Regions from separate parts of the Callithrix jacchus genome. Here region 1 is linked to region 2. A link is a contact called in public Hi-C data. All regions are on one chromosome and are shown on one strand. Each heading gives the region's core, a stretch centred on a gene start, on an enhancer-like site or on the middle of the called end of the contact. The rest is flanking DNA. Distances are from core to core; before and after follow the strand shown.

What was found. Hi-C and Micro-C count contacts between places; a contact is called where the count stands out from the background.
Region 1: a contact with region 2 is called in a Hi-C map of skeletal muscle, with 10 times the contacts expected there. The contact joins the promoter of METTL5 here to the enhancer-like site in region 2. A contact is called at or near these places in 3 of 3 Hi-C or Micro-C datasets (induced pluripotent stem cells and skeletal muscle).

The regions. Positions count from the first base shown.
Region 1 is chr6:59,710,464-59,716,751 of calJac240_pri, reverse strand. It overlaps METTL5 (methyltransferase 5, N6-adenosine), which reads right to left and starts at 1,923. Exons shown (of 8, transcript XM_078327430.1): 1 at 1,864-1,923; 2 at 1,510-1,661. The coding sequence starts at 1,618. It overlaps UBR3 (ubiquitin protein ligase E3 component n-recognin 3), which reads left to right and starts at 4,348. Exons shown (of 40, transcript XR_013518889.1): 1 at 4,348-4,962.
Region 2 is chr6:59,607,209-59,613,612 of calJac240_pri, reverse strand. It overlaps UBR3 (ubiquitin protein ligase E3 component n-recognin 3), which reads left to right. Exons shown (of 40, transcript XR_013518889.1): 12 at 2,905-2,970; 13 at 3,056-3,145; 14 at 4,287-4,415; 15 at 5,419-5,471; 16 at 5,565-5,698; 17 at 6,058-6,145. Among named protein-coding and RNA genes, the nearest start is that of UBR3, 100 kb to the left of the region's middle. Within about 2 kb of position 2,517, at least 2 of the 16 cell types and tissues checked have an H3K27ac peak or open chromatin away from gene starts, as enhancers often do.

The sequences.
Region 1 (6,288 bases), core at 674-3,173, 100 kb before region 2:
TTTGTTTTGTTTTTTTCAGAGATAGGGTCTATCTCTATCACCCAGACTGGAGTGCAGTGGCAGGATCAGCACTCACTGCAGCCTGAAGCTCCAGGGCTCAGGCAATTCTCCTGACTTAGTAACAGCAGCTGGGACTATAGGCGAATACTACCACACCCAACTAATTTATTATTTTTTTTAAGAGCTGGGTCTCACTGTGTTGCCCAGGCTGATCTTGACCTCCTGGCCTCAAGTCATCCTCTTGCCTCAGCCTCCCAAATTGCTGGGCTCATAGGGGTGAGTCACCATACTTGGTCAGATTGTTACTATTTTTTAAATTGGATTCCACTAAAAAAACTACAGTCAGAAAACTAGCAAGTCATTATTTCAGAAAACTGGTCTTAACCTAGACACAGTAATTTTGTGCAAATTTTTGGTTGGAATCATGACAGTATCTTGAAGTTTAAATGTAAATACACATATATTCTCCTTGACTTTCATTGGCAGCTTAGAAACAAATATTTTGGAACTGGAAAAAACTCCTCCTTGCAAGTGCTCTCAGAAAATTAATTTTCCTAAGGGGCCAGGCTCAGTGGCTCATGCCTATAATCCCAGCACTTTGAGAGGCTAAGGTGGGAGGATCACTTCAGCCCAGGAGTTTGAGACCAGCTTGGGCAACATAGCAAGACCCTGTGTCTACAAAAAATAATAAAAAAAAATATTAGCCAGGCATGATGGTGTGTGCCTATAGTCCCAGCTGCTCAGGGGGCTTAGGTGGGAAGATCACTTGAGTCCTGGAGGTCAAGGCTGCCATAGCCTTGATCATGCCACTGCACTCCAGCCTGGGTGACAGAGTGAAACCCCTATCTCAAAAACTAATAAAAATATTTTTTTCTAAGGCTTCCCAATAACTTCGGTAACACAGATCCATGTTTTCCTGCATTCTCTCTTGTACTCCCAGTTATCAGTGTCTGGCATGAAATGACAATGCTAATGCTCAGAAAAATCTCTTAAAATTAATATGCACACCCACTTTTATACAGCACAAATTCTGACTCTGTTAAACTATCCTTCCATTATCAACTCTGGTATTCATTTCTAGGGCACAGTATAGCACAAGAATCCTAGTTGCAGTAGGAAATTGATCTTTACTTAGCAAATATTTACTGAGCTCCTAAATAGTACCAGCAACTCTTCCAGGCACTGGGAATTCAAGTATGAACGAGACCAACAAATACCTTGCACTCAAAAGAGTTTATAACGTGAGAAGAGGGGGAAAAAAAAACACATTTAAAAGGTGTCTGGCAGTGTTAAGGGACCTGCGGAAAACTAGACAGTAAAACGATAAAGTGTGTGTGCGTCTGTGGAGGGCGTGCCTTGAGGTGCAGTGTCAAGAAAGAACTCTAACACGATAGGTGATCTTAGGGCTGAATTTCTCTAGACATTCTCTGTATCCAAATAACTTCTAATTTTTATCAGAGTAGACTGGACTAACGCCGAAGGCAGGGCGTGGTGAACCAGCCGCCCTACCTGCAATGTGCGGCCTGGTGGGATACTGTTCTAGAAGCAGCTTGGGCTTTTCGAATTCATCCACTTGTTGCAGGCGACTCTCTAGTTCCTTAAGCCTTAATTTCTTCATTTTGTTTTAAAGTCTGGGCTCGCAGGTTTCGAAGGCACAGGACCTGCGGAGAAATCTATTGAACTGGGATGTTTCCTCCCTACCCCCAACATTCTCCCCTCTTTCAGCACCGCTGGCCAGACCCAAAGATGCGCTCTAAGGAGACGCCGCGATGCTGGGCACAGGACGAGCCGCGGACCCACCTCCTGGGTAACCCATGCAGTCCCAGGAGACTGCGGAAGCGCCTGGCTGAAGCCCCAGAATACCTCGCGCCAGGGACCTCTGGAAGCGACCCGCGCTTCGGCCGGGGCCGGAAGCGCCAGCTCGTACCCGCGCACGCGTTCGCCGCCCAGCGGCCTGGCGCCGAGCGGCAACGTCTGTCCTGCGCCGGGGTTCAGCTGGCCACCTGGGGGCCTCATCGCCCCATCGGCGCCACCTGCAAAGCCTTTGCTACTCGCAGATCCACGGCCAGCCCTCGCCATCTGTCGAGTGATCACTAATTACCCCCTAGTTTGCCCTGAGTACCTGCGGGCCCTCAAAGGATGGGGAAAGGTAGAGAGTGAAGGGGAAGCGGGAGAGAAAGTCACAGTCACTTTGTTGTCTGGCCCAGAGTGACTCTTTTTGTTTCCCAAGTTTCGGCTCGGAAAGTAGCGGTTTCCATTCACCTTTACTTCCTTCGCCATTCTCATGCCTCACTTTATTGTAACTTTGTTTCCCAATTTTTAGGTCATTTTTGTCACTTGGAATTCTCACAGGAATGGTGATATCAGAGAAACCCAAAGAAGAGAGAGTGGAAATGAAAGAATAGATAGTGGTGTCAAATACTGCAAAGAGGTCGGGCTTCATAAAGTAGGAGTAGAAATCAAGTTGTGGCTGATCGTGGAGCGAATGGAAGTTTAGGTATAAGAAATAGTGACGCCAGGCGCGGTGGTTCACCCCTGTAATCCCAGCACTTTAGGAGGCCGAGGTGGGCGGATCACGAGGTCAGGAGATAGAGACTATCCTGGCAAACATGGTGAAACCCTGACTCTACTAAAAATACAAAAATTAGCTGGGCATGGTGGCACGTGCCTGTAATCCCAGCTACGTGGGAGACTCAGGCAGGAGAATTCCTTGAGCCAGCGAGTCGGAGGTTGCAGTGAGCCGATATCGCACCACTGCACTCCAGCCTGGGGACAAAAAAAAAAAAAAAAAAAAAAAAAAAGGCAAGAAAGAAAGAGAAATGTGGCCTACGAAAAGAAGAGAATGGTTGATAGTAAGGTTGGGGGAAGCCTAATTATTTTTTCGAAATATTTTAAGATAGGAGGAGAGAAATTCTGAAACAATTGAGCTAATAGAAAGAGGTTTAAAATACAAGAGGATATTGGATGGAGTTGGGAAGAAGGCAGGGTCCAATGCTTAAGCAAAAGGATTATCTTTAAGCCTGTGGATGGACACCTCTGCATTATTAAAGGAAAACGAAAAAGAGTGAATGGATTATGATGAAGTAGAAAATTGTCTGAGGCTGCTACTTCCTAGGAATAGTAGAATTCAAAGTTACCTGTTAGAATCAAATGAGTTAAAACACAGTTTTTAGCACATAAAGTTAAGACATGAAGTTTTTTGGTTTATAATTCAGTGATTCATAAAGAAAATTATTGAGCAAATTTAACTTATCCCTGTTATGATTGTGAAGTACTTAACTAATGTAGAAAACCGGGCGCGGTGGCTCAAGCTTGTAATCCCAGCACTTTGGGAGGCCGAGGTGGGTGGATCACGAGGTCAAGAAATCGAGACCATCCTGATCAACATGGTGAAACCCCGTCTCTACTAAAAATACAAAAAATTAGCTGGGCATGGTGGTGCGTGCCTGTAATCCCAGCTACTTGGGAGGCTGAGACAGGAGAATTGCTTGAACCCAGGAGGCGGAGGTTGTGGTGAGCCGAGATCGTGCCATTGCACTCCAGCCTGGGAAACAAGAGCGAAACTCCGTATCAAAAAAAAAAAAAAGAAAGAAAAAGAAAACCAGGACGGTAAAATGACATGTTTTATGTTTCATTCATTTCAAACACAAGGTTACGGATTGGAAACACCCCTGTGCTTTTTTTGAGATGGAGTCTCACTCTGTCGCCCAGGCTGGAGTGTAATGGTGTGATCTCGTTTCACTGCAACCTCCACCTCCTGGGTTCAAGCGATTCTCCTGCCTCAGCATCCTGAGTAGCTGGGACTACAGGCGAGCGACACCACGCCCGGCTAACTTTTGTATTTTTAGGAGAGATGGGTTTTACCATGTCGGCAGGCTGATCTCGAATTCCTGACCTCAAATAATCCACCCGCTCCGGCCTCCCAAAGTGCTGGGATTACAAGCGTAAACCACCGCGCCCGGCCTTCTGTTCTTCTTTGGACTGCTCTTCCTACAATTTTTTTTTCCTTAAGTTGGGGTCTCACTCTGTCGCCCGGGCTGGACTTTGATGATAGTGGGAATGCACATCTCAAAACAAAATGCAGATGCCTAAAATACATCTGAAAGATACTGTGAATAATTCCTGTAGTCTACACAAGTAAAGAAATACTTGCCTTTATTAATGATTTCCTATGAGTATTTCAGTAGCTCTTAACTTGGAAAGCTGGGAGCCTAGGAGGCGCCCAGGCCAGAAGGGCGGGGAGAAGAAGGCTTTGCAGTCCGAGGGGGCGTGTGCAGGGGCGGGGCCGAGGGCGGAGGAGGGCGGCCGCTCCGGGTATCGCGAGAGTTCGGCGGGCCGAGCAATCGCAGCAGTCTATACCCCGACTCTCCCCGGAGGAGCCACCGGCCCTGGACTCTCCAAATTCTGAGCTCTCATCATGGCGGCGGCGGCCGCGGCTGCCGTCGGTGGCCAACAGCCGTCTCAGTCCGAGCTGGCCGCGTCGGGACTGGCCCTAGACAAGGCGGCCACCGCCGCGCACCTCAAGGCGGCCCTCAGCCGGCCAGACAACCGCGCAGGTGCTGAGGAGCTGCAGGCGCTGCTGGAGCGAGTGCTCAGCGCCGAGCGGCCGCTGGCCGCTGCTGCGGGAGGCGAGGACGCGGCGGCGGCCGGAGGCGGGGGTGGTCCGGGGGCGGCCGAAGAGGAGGCCTTGGAGTGGTGTAAGTGCCTTCTGGCAGGTGGCGGCGGTTACGACGAGTTCTGCGCGGCGGTGCGGGCCTACGATCCCGCGGCGCTCTGCGGCCTGGTCTGGACAGCCAACTTCGTGGCCTACCGCTGCCGGACGTGCGGCATCTCGCCCTGCATGTCGCTGTGCGCCGAGTGCTTCCACCAGGGCGACCACACCGGACACGACTTCAACATGTTCCGCAGCCAGGCCGGGGGCGCCTGCGACTGCGGGGACAGCAACGTGATGCGGGAGAGCGGGTGAGTGGAGCCCTCCCTACGGGCGAGGCGACCCTGGGCCGGGGGCGTCGCGGGAGGCCCTGGAGCGGGGCACTGGGAGCCCACTCTGAGCTGTCAAGGGGAGGGTGCGGGGGAGGGTGCAGCCACAGGGGGTTGGAGGTGACTGAGCTGTCAGCGGTGGAAAGGGGGTGCGGAGGAGAGGAGAGCGGAGAGCAGAGCTTGTTTAGGAAACCCGGCTGTGAATTTTGGGGAAGCCAGGGTGGGTAAATGATAACGAGGAAAGAGCCAGTGTGTGGGGTGGGAGGGGAGTGAGGGGGAAAGGATTTTGGGGGAAGCTCGTGTCGAGCTGTCAATTGTGTACTTGTTGGAAAAGGCTGTAAAGCCTGGTTCTTGGGAAGAGACTTAGGTTGTGATTTGGATTGGCTGGGAGGAGGGTGTTATTGGGGACCGTATTGGCTCGCGGGATGATGAGAGCTGGGGAGGTGGTCTTGTACGTACGTGCAGGGAAGGACTGTTGAGGAAAAGGGCTTCCGAACTGCCAGTGTGTCTGTCAGTGTGAGAGAGAAGGAGCTCTTGAGGGTTGAGGGAGGAGGGAAGGGGAGGAGCTTGCATGAAAAGTGACTGTTGAGCTGTCAGTGGAGTATTTGGTATGCTGGAATGACATTTAGAATTGGGATACTGAGCAGTCAGTTACAGAATACCCTCCATACCAGGAGAGCAAACAAAATACTGAGCGAATTAGGAATCAAATGTTAGGTCTTCTCCAGTTAAGGGTAGTTTGTTCACTCACTGATATATGAATATCTGTCTAAGAGGAGACAATAAATGTCCTTTTGACAGGAGCAATACACCAGATGTTGGGACTTATGAGAAAATACAACATTTCAGAGTTTGCAGTGAGTTACAGAGAGTTGGTACATGTAGGGTCTTGGCTTGGAACATGATGTCAGTGTCAGGGACAGTATGAGAAAAAAGGAAAAAGTAAAAGAGGGGCGATTTTGGCTGGGCAGTATTCGAAAGAACATTAGCAACTACTAGTTGCTACCAGTTATTAAACTTGTTCAGTTTTCAGGTTTTACAATTAATGTAGAGTATAATCTTTTTATAAATGGTCCCTTCTTCGGAGTACTTGTAAGATTACTGTTACTCCAAAATGTTTGTACCTACTATGTGCAAGCAAGGCTACTTGAATATTAAAAATGAATGAAAGATTGACCAATCCCTTACTCTACTTGAAATGGAGTAGAAAATAATACATTCCTTAAACAGTAACCTGGTAGTTAGAGGCAGGAGAGGAGGTTTCTGTGCAGACAGAGTAAGAAAAGATCTTCAGAAAGGAGGTGTTTT
Region 2 (6,404 bases), core at 1,268-3,767:
GTTAGTTAGGTGCAGTGTAGACAGAAAGAAAGTGGATTTAAGGGATACTTAGAAAATAATTAAACACAGTTTGGTACCTCATCAAATACAGGAGACTAGTGAGAAGGAGGAAGTCTACATTTCATATTTAAATTACTGGGAATCTGGAGAAGAAATAGTGAGGTGGATTGAGTTTTACGGCAAAGATACTGAGTTTGGTTTGGGCACACTGTATTTGTGGGTCCCGTGGAATATTAAGTATCGATGTTCAGTACATATCTGAATGTAAGATTTGGAGTTCAGGAGTGAGATTTTCACTGAGATTTGGGAATTATCTGGGTAGAGTTAGCAGCTGAAGCTGTGAGTCTGGATAAATTCACATATAATGAGAAGACTACAGAGTGAAGAATGGAATCCAAAGACTGTCAGTGTATATAGGAATAGAAGAAGAGCTTATCACATAGCTAGTCTGTAACATTAGACAAGGAAGGAATATGAACTTTAACATTACAAAGAATGTGAATTTAGGGTATGCTAAAACCCTGAAAGATTATTAGAGTTGATAGCTTAGTAGTTAATAGCAGTGTGTATTGGGTACTGTGTTGTTTTACTTATTTCTCATAGCTACCCTGCTCTTTTTTATCCCTGTTTTAAGCATCAGACAACTGAGGCACAGAGAGGTAACTTGCCCACAGTTTTACACCATAGGTGGTAGAGCCAGGATTTGAACTCATGTGGTCTAGATGTTAAGAGTTTACACTTAGGGGCCAGACACCATGGCTTATGCCTGTGGTCCCAGCACTTTGGGAAGCTGAGGTGGGTGGATCACTTGAGGTCAAGAGTTCGAGACCAGCCTGGGCAACATGGTGAAACCCTGTCTCTACTAAAAATACAAAAAATTAGCTGGGTGTGGTGGTACACGCCTATAGTCTGAGCTACTCAGGAGGCTAAGGCAGGAGAATCACTTCAACCTGGGAGGCAGAGGTCGCAGTGAGCTGAGATTGTGCTACTGTACTCCAGCCTGGGGGACAGTGTGAGACTCAAAAAAAGAGTGCACTTAGGCTGAGCATGGTGGTTCATGTCTCTAATTCCAACAGTTTGGGAGGCTGAGGCGGGCAGATTGCTTGAGTCCAGGAGTTTGAGAGCAGTCTGGGCAACATGGTGAAAATCCTGTCTCTATCAAAAAATTCAGAAATTCGCCAGGCATGGTGGTGTGCATCTGAAGTTCCAGCTGCTCAGGAGGCTAAGGTGGGAGGATTCCTTGAGCCTGGGAGGTGGAGGTTGCAGTGAGCTATGATCATGCCACCATATTCCAGCCTGAGTGACAAAGTAAGACCCTGTCTATTAAAAAAAAAAAGAGTCTGTGCTTATCCACTGTGCTTAATGCCTTCAAAGGAAATTGAGAGAGATTCTGACTTAGCTAGTTAGTGTAGAATATGTTATTAAATGATTATGGTAATGGACAGCAAACTTTTTAGAATTTTATTTTTAATTGTGGCAAAATACACGTAAAACATAAAATTCACTATCTTAATCATTTTTATGTGTATAGTTCAGTACTGTTCAATATACTTGTATTGTTGTGCAGCCAGTCTCCATAACTTTTTTATCTCAGAAAACTGAAACTATACCCATTAAATAGCTACTTCCTGTTTTCTCTTCCCCTCAGCTTCTTACAACCACCATTCTCCTTTGTAGCTCTGTGAATTTGGTTGCTCTAGGAACCTCATATAAGTGGAGTCATACAGTTATTGCTCTTTGTGACTGGTTTATTTTACTTAGCATAATGTCCCCAAGGTTTATTCACGTTAGAGAACATTGTTAGAATTTCCTTTCTTTTTATAGAGGACAAATTTTTATTTATTAGAACAAATTTTTATAGCCTTTACATAATGAAGAAGATGTTATTATCTTACTGGTTTTGAAAAAAGTAATTATTTAAGGGATCGTGGCATATTTAGATTCCTTATAACTTCTACAATGATACCACATTAGCATAATGATCTGAATGTCCTGGATAAAAATTTTTAGCAAGAGAATATTTACTAAGAACTTATAAAAGCATTAAAAACAAACAATCCCTTTTTAGTTTTTAACTCATTTGTTTAAGAACAGCCATGGTATATTTTTGTCCTGTAGGACAAACATTTTGTGATTCATGGGATTCACAGATTTAAAATACAGTTTTTGTAATATTTACAGGAATGCCTAAGGTCATTGACATACTTTTTATGAAGTTTTGTTACAGAGGCTGGTTGTGTTTGGTACTGATTGGAAGCATCTTATCAGCTGGTGAAGGAATCTAACAATGCCCTGTATTTATAACTCTGTTTAGGGATGTGGTCAGAGTCTTCTCATGGTTTTGAATATGACATTGGAATCCAGATTAGCTCCTCAGTTCTTTTGCTGCTTGTAGAATGAGAATATTAATAGTTCCTACCCCATAGTGTTCTTCTGAGGATTAAATGTGGTAATGTGAATAAAGTGCTTAGCATGGTGATGGGCACATAGTAAGTACTCAATGAATGTTACATGTGACTATTAGTACTGTCGTGATCTTTTGTATACATGCATTTGAAGAGTCCCAAATGATCTACTGTAGAGGTAAATCCATTCCATCCCTTGTTTTTATAATGATTATTTGCTTTAGCTGAGTTGAATTTAGGAAATATTAATCTGAAGCTGGATGCTTCAGAGGATTCAAAGTTGAGTGCAATACAGTTTCTGCCTTCAAAAAACTTAAGTGTTTAAAATGGAATAATTTTATCTATAGTGATATTAGAATCTGCATCTTCTAAAATGTTAAGTTTTGAACCAAAATTATAGGAATAAATCCAGGTGAGAGTATGGTTTAAACATTTTACAACCATCTTAAAATTTCTCTAAAATAGTCTTTGACTTGTGGGTTTTGTTTGTTTATTCCAGCCAGCACCTAACCAAGTCACTTTTCATCTGCCACTACATCGTTACTATGCTATGTTTTTGAGTAAGGTAAGACTTTCATTAAACAATTTTCTTCTTTTTTGATTTTCAAAAATAAGAATTGAATTAGTAACTTTCTTATTGTAATTTTTAGGCTGTGAAATGTCAAGAACTAGATTTGGATTCTGTTTTACCAGATCAGGAAATGTTAATGAAACTAATGATTCACCCACTCCAAATTCAGGTATGTATTTAGGCATTTAAAAAGTTTCGAAGTGGATTCTCTAAGTGATTCTTCCTTTATTTGTGTCTTTCGTTGTTATTATAGCCGAGATATTTGAAAACTCTTTTAAAATGAAGTTGTTACTGTATTTTTACCAGATTATATTTAGGTATTTTTCATTTTTTGAGATTTACTTTTAGTTTTACTTTTTCCAGAAATTCTTTTCATGGTATTTACTTATGGGGTGACATTTAACACACTATAGCACTGTTTGGGAGTCAGGAGATCCGAAAGGTTCTAGTCTTGGTGTTACCACTGTTTTATTTTTCACAAGGTTTAGGATAATTGACCTCCTTGATTCTCAGTTTCTCTGTTTGTACAGTGAGAGGAGAAAGAAGAGAGAAGAATTAGTTTATAGAAGCACCATGATTTTATTTAGTACCAACACTAAAATTTTGCAGGCCAGCATTTTATATACATTACAGGGACTTGCACTTCAGTATGTTTTTCCTGGCAATTTTAGATTTGTTACTTATGATATTATTGAATTTGAACTCTGGGTGTTAGGAAACAAGAGATAAAATCATGACTCGTAGTTTTAGTTGTCACTGGACATAAATACATGAATAATTAAATACTGATATAGTGAGAACATTTATTCTGACCTCCAATATTTGGAAAATCAGTAGTATAGATTTAAGATTGAGTAAGAGTGAATTAAAGATGTAGAATGTATTCATTGACTTTGAACAATTGGTTTTATTTTATGTTTATTCCAGTGTGTATTTTTTTAAACATTATGTATATTAGGATTGTTGTTGTTGTTGTGTTGTTACTTAGGGTTTTCTTGAGGGAGAAATAGAGTGAAACATAAGCATTGATTTCTTATGAAAGATGCCAGTGAAAGTCAGATAAATGTATACAGAGGCCAACATGGAAAACCAACTCGTGTTTAAACTCTTAAAAAGTGGCTATGTGAAAACATAATTATTGTTAAAAAAAAATGTAAAAGTGTATATTTCAACTGATTATCTTTAACATTGGACAGACTATCAGGCTCATACTATGATTACATCATTAAATATTTTGAGATGGTTATTTATAATATTTTATAAAGATCGAGTTTAGATAATTTATTCTTTGTCCAATTTACTTTTATTAGGCAAGTCTTGCTGAAATCCACAGCAATATGTGGGTAAGAAATGGTCTGCAAATCAAAGGACAAGCCATGACCTATGTCCAGTCTCATTTCTGTAATTCCATGATTGATCCTGACATTTACCTGTTACAGGTAAGCCAACAGATAATGTAGTTATGCTTTATACTTACAGATAATACAGATATACTTTAGAAGTGTCTCATTTGTACCCAAGTGAGTATATTTGTACCCAAATGAGACACTTCTAAAGTATATCAGTATTATCTGTAAGTATAATTTTAATTATAGAGATGACTGAGTGATGACATGGAGAGGCCAATGCCATTGAAAGAATAATTTATTACTTACATTTCTCGAGAGAAAAGGTATACCACCCAGCACAGGGCTACGTCAAGAGTCAGAAAGAAGTGAGCGGGGAGGGCCTAGGCCAAAGCCTTTATTGGGGTTTCTGCAGGAAAGGCAAGTCAGGATTGGCTAGTGTGAGTAATTCCAGCAGGCATTGAGGCCTAGAGGCTGTACCTGGCTCTGTGGTACTTGGCCCTGGGTTGATTTAGGGCAGGGTAAATACTAGGTTGATGTGAGAGTTAGATAAAGATGATGGTTGGCTTGCATGATGGGCATGTTCCCAAGTAAGTTGTTTATTATGTTTAGGAATTAGCTGGCTCTGGGAGGGACTGTCTGTCTTCAGGTCTGTAAAGCCCCTCAAGATGTCAAATCATAACATACAGAAAATAAAAATTATGGCTAGGCATGGTGGCTCACAGCTGTAGTCCCAGCCCTTTGGGAGGCTGAGGTGGGTGGATTACTTGAGGCCAGGAGTTTGAGACCAGCCTGGCCAACACATTGAAACCCCATCTCTGCTAAAAATACAAAAATTAGCCAGGTATGGTGGTGCATGCCTGTAATCCGAGCTATTCTGGAGGCTGAGGCATGAGAATTGCTTGAGCCTGGGAGGCGGAGGCAGAGGCGGAGGCTGCAGTGAGCTCAGATTGCACCAGCTTGGGCAACTGAGTGAGACTCTGTCTAAAAAAAAAAAAAGAAAAAAAGAAAAAATAAGAAAAGAAAAGAAAGACATGATTAATAGAAGAAGGAAAACTGAATATTGAGAAATAAAGCATTTTGTTTTCTTTTAAAGGTTTGTGCTTCTAGACTTGACCCAGATTATTTTATTTCATCCGTCTTTGAAAGGTAGGCATAATTTTATTCAGACATGTATTAGGAAATATCCAGTTAATTTTGTTTTAATTTATAAAAATATGTTTTAAATATTTCTTCTTGTAGATTTAAGGTAGTGGATTTGTTGACAATGGCATCACAACATCAAAATACAGTACTTGATGCAGAGCATGAGAGATCGATGTTAGAAGGCGCTCTTACATTTCTTGTGATTCTTTTGAGTCTTCGTTTACATTTAGGTAAAACTCACTGATACTAATACTTAGGTATTAACTGTTTTCTTCCCTTCCTCCCCCTCTCTGTGGTAGTAACTGGCTTAGGGAAAAAAGGAAAGGATGTTGATAAATTTAAACAATGTTTCAAACTCTTGGTATGTTGTACTATAGTTGTATCTTTTAGAATATCTTTAAAATATCCTTTGCTTAAGGGAACTGCAAAGAGCAGTTAAACTGCAGTTATATTTGGGGAATTGCTTCTTTACTGTTTAACTTGAAGCATCCTATGTTTGGTAAAACAGCTTAATAAAATGTGTGGTAAGTTATTTTCTTTATAATTTATGTATACTCAGATTTGTTAATTCTGTTTTTATTAATTTTAGGAATGTCTGATGATGAAATTCTCAGGGCAGAGATGGTAGCCCAGCTGTGTATGAATGACAGGACACACAGTTCTTTGCTGGACCTCATATCCTTCAAGTTTCTGTTAGTTGCAGGATCTAAAATAAGTAATTGTTATGATTAAAGGTTTATAAAATTTTTCATTTTTTTTTCAAAGTTGAAAAATAAAAGAGAAAAAGAACACCAGTTGTTTGCTCAAGTAAAGTATGTATTCAGGGCTAGTGAATTTTTTCTTTTAAACTCCTGTTATTACCTCTTAGGGAACTCTTAGACTTTAGGGTAATTTCAAGACTGATTGTTGAGTTTGGCCACCCTAGGATTTAACCTT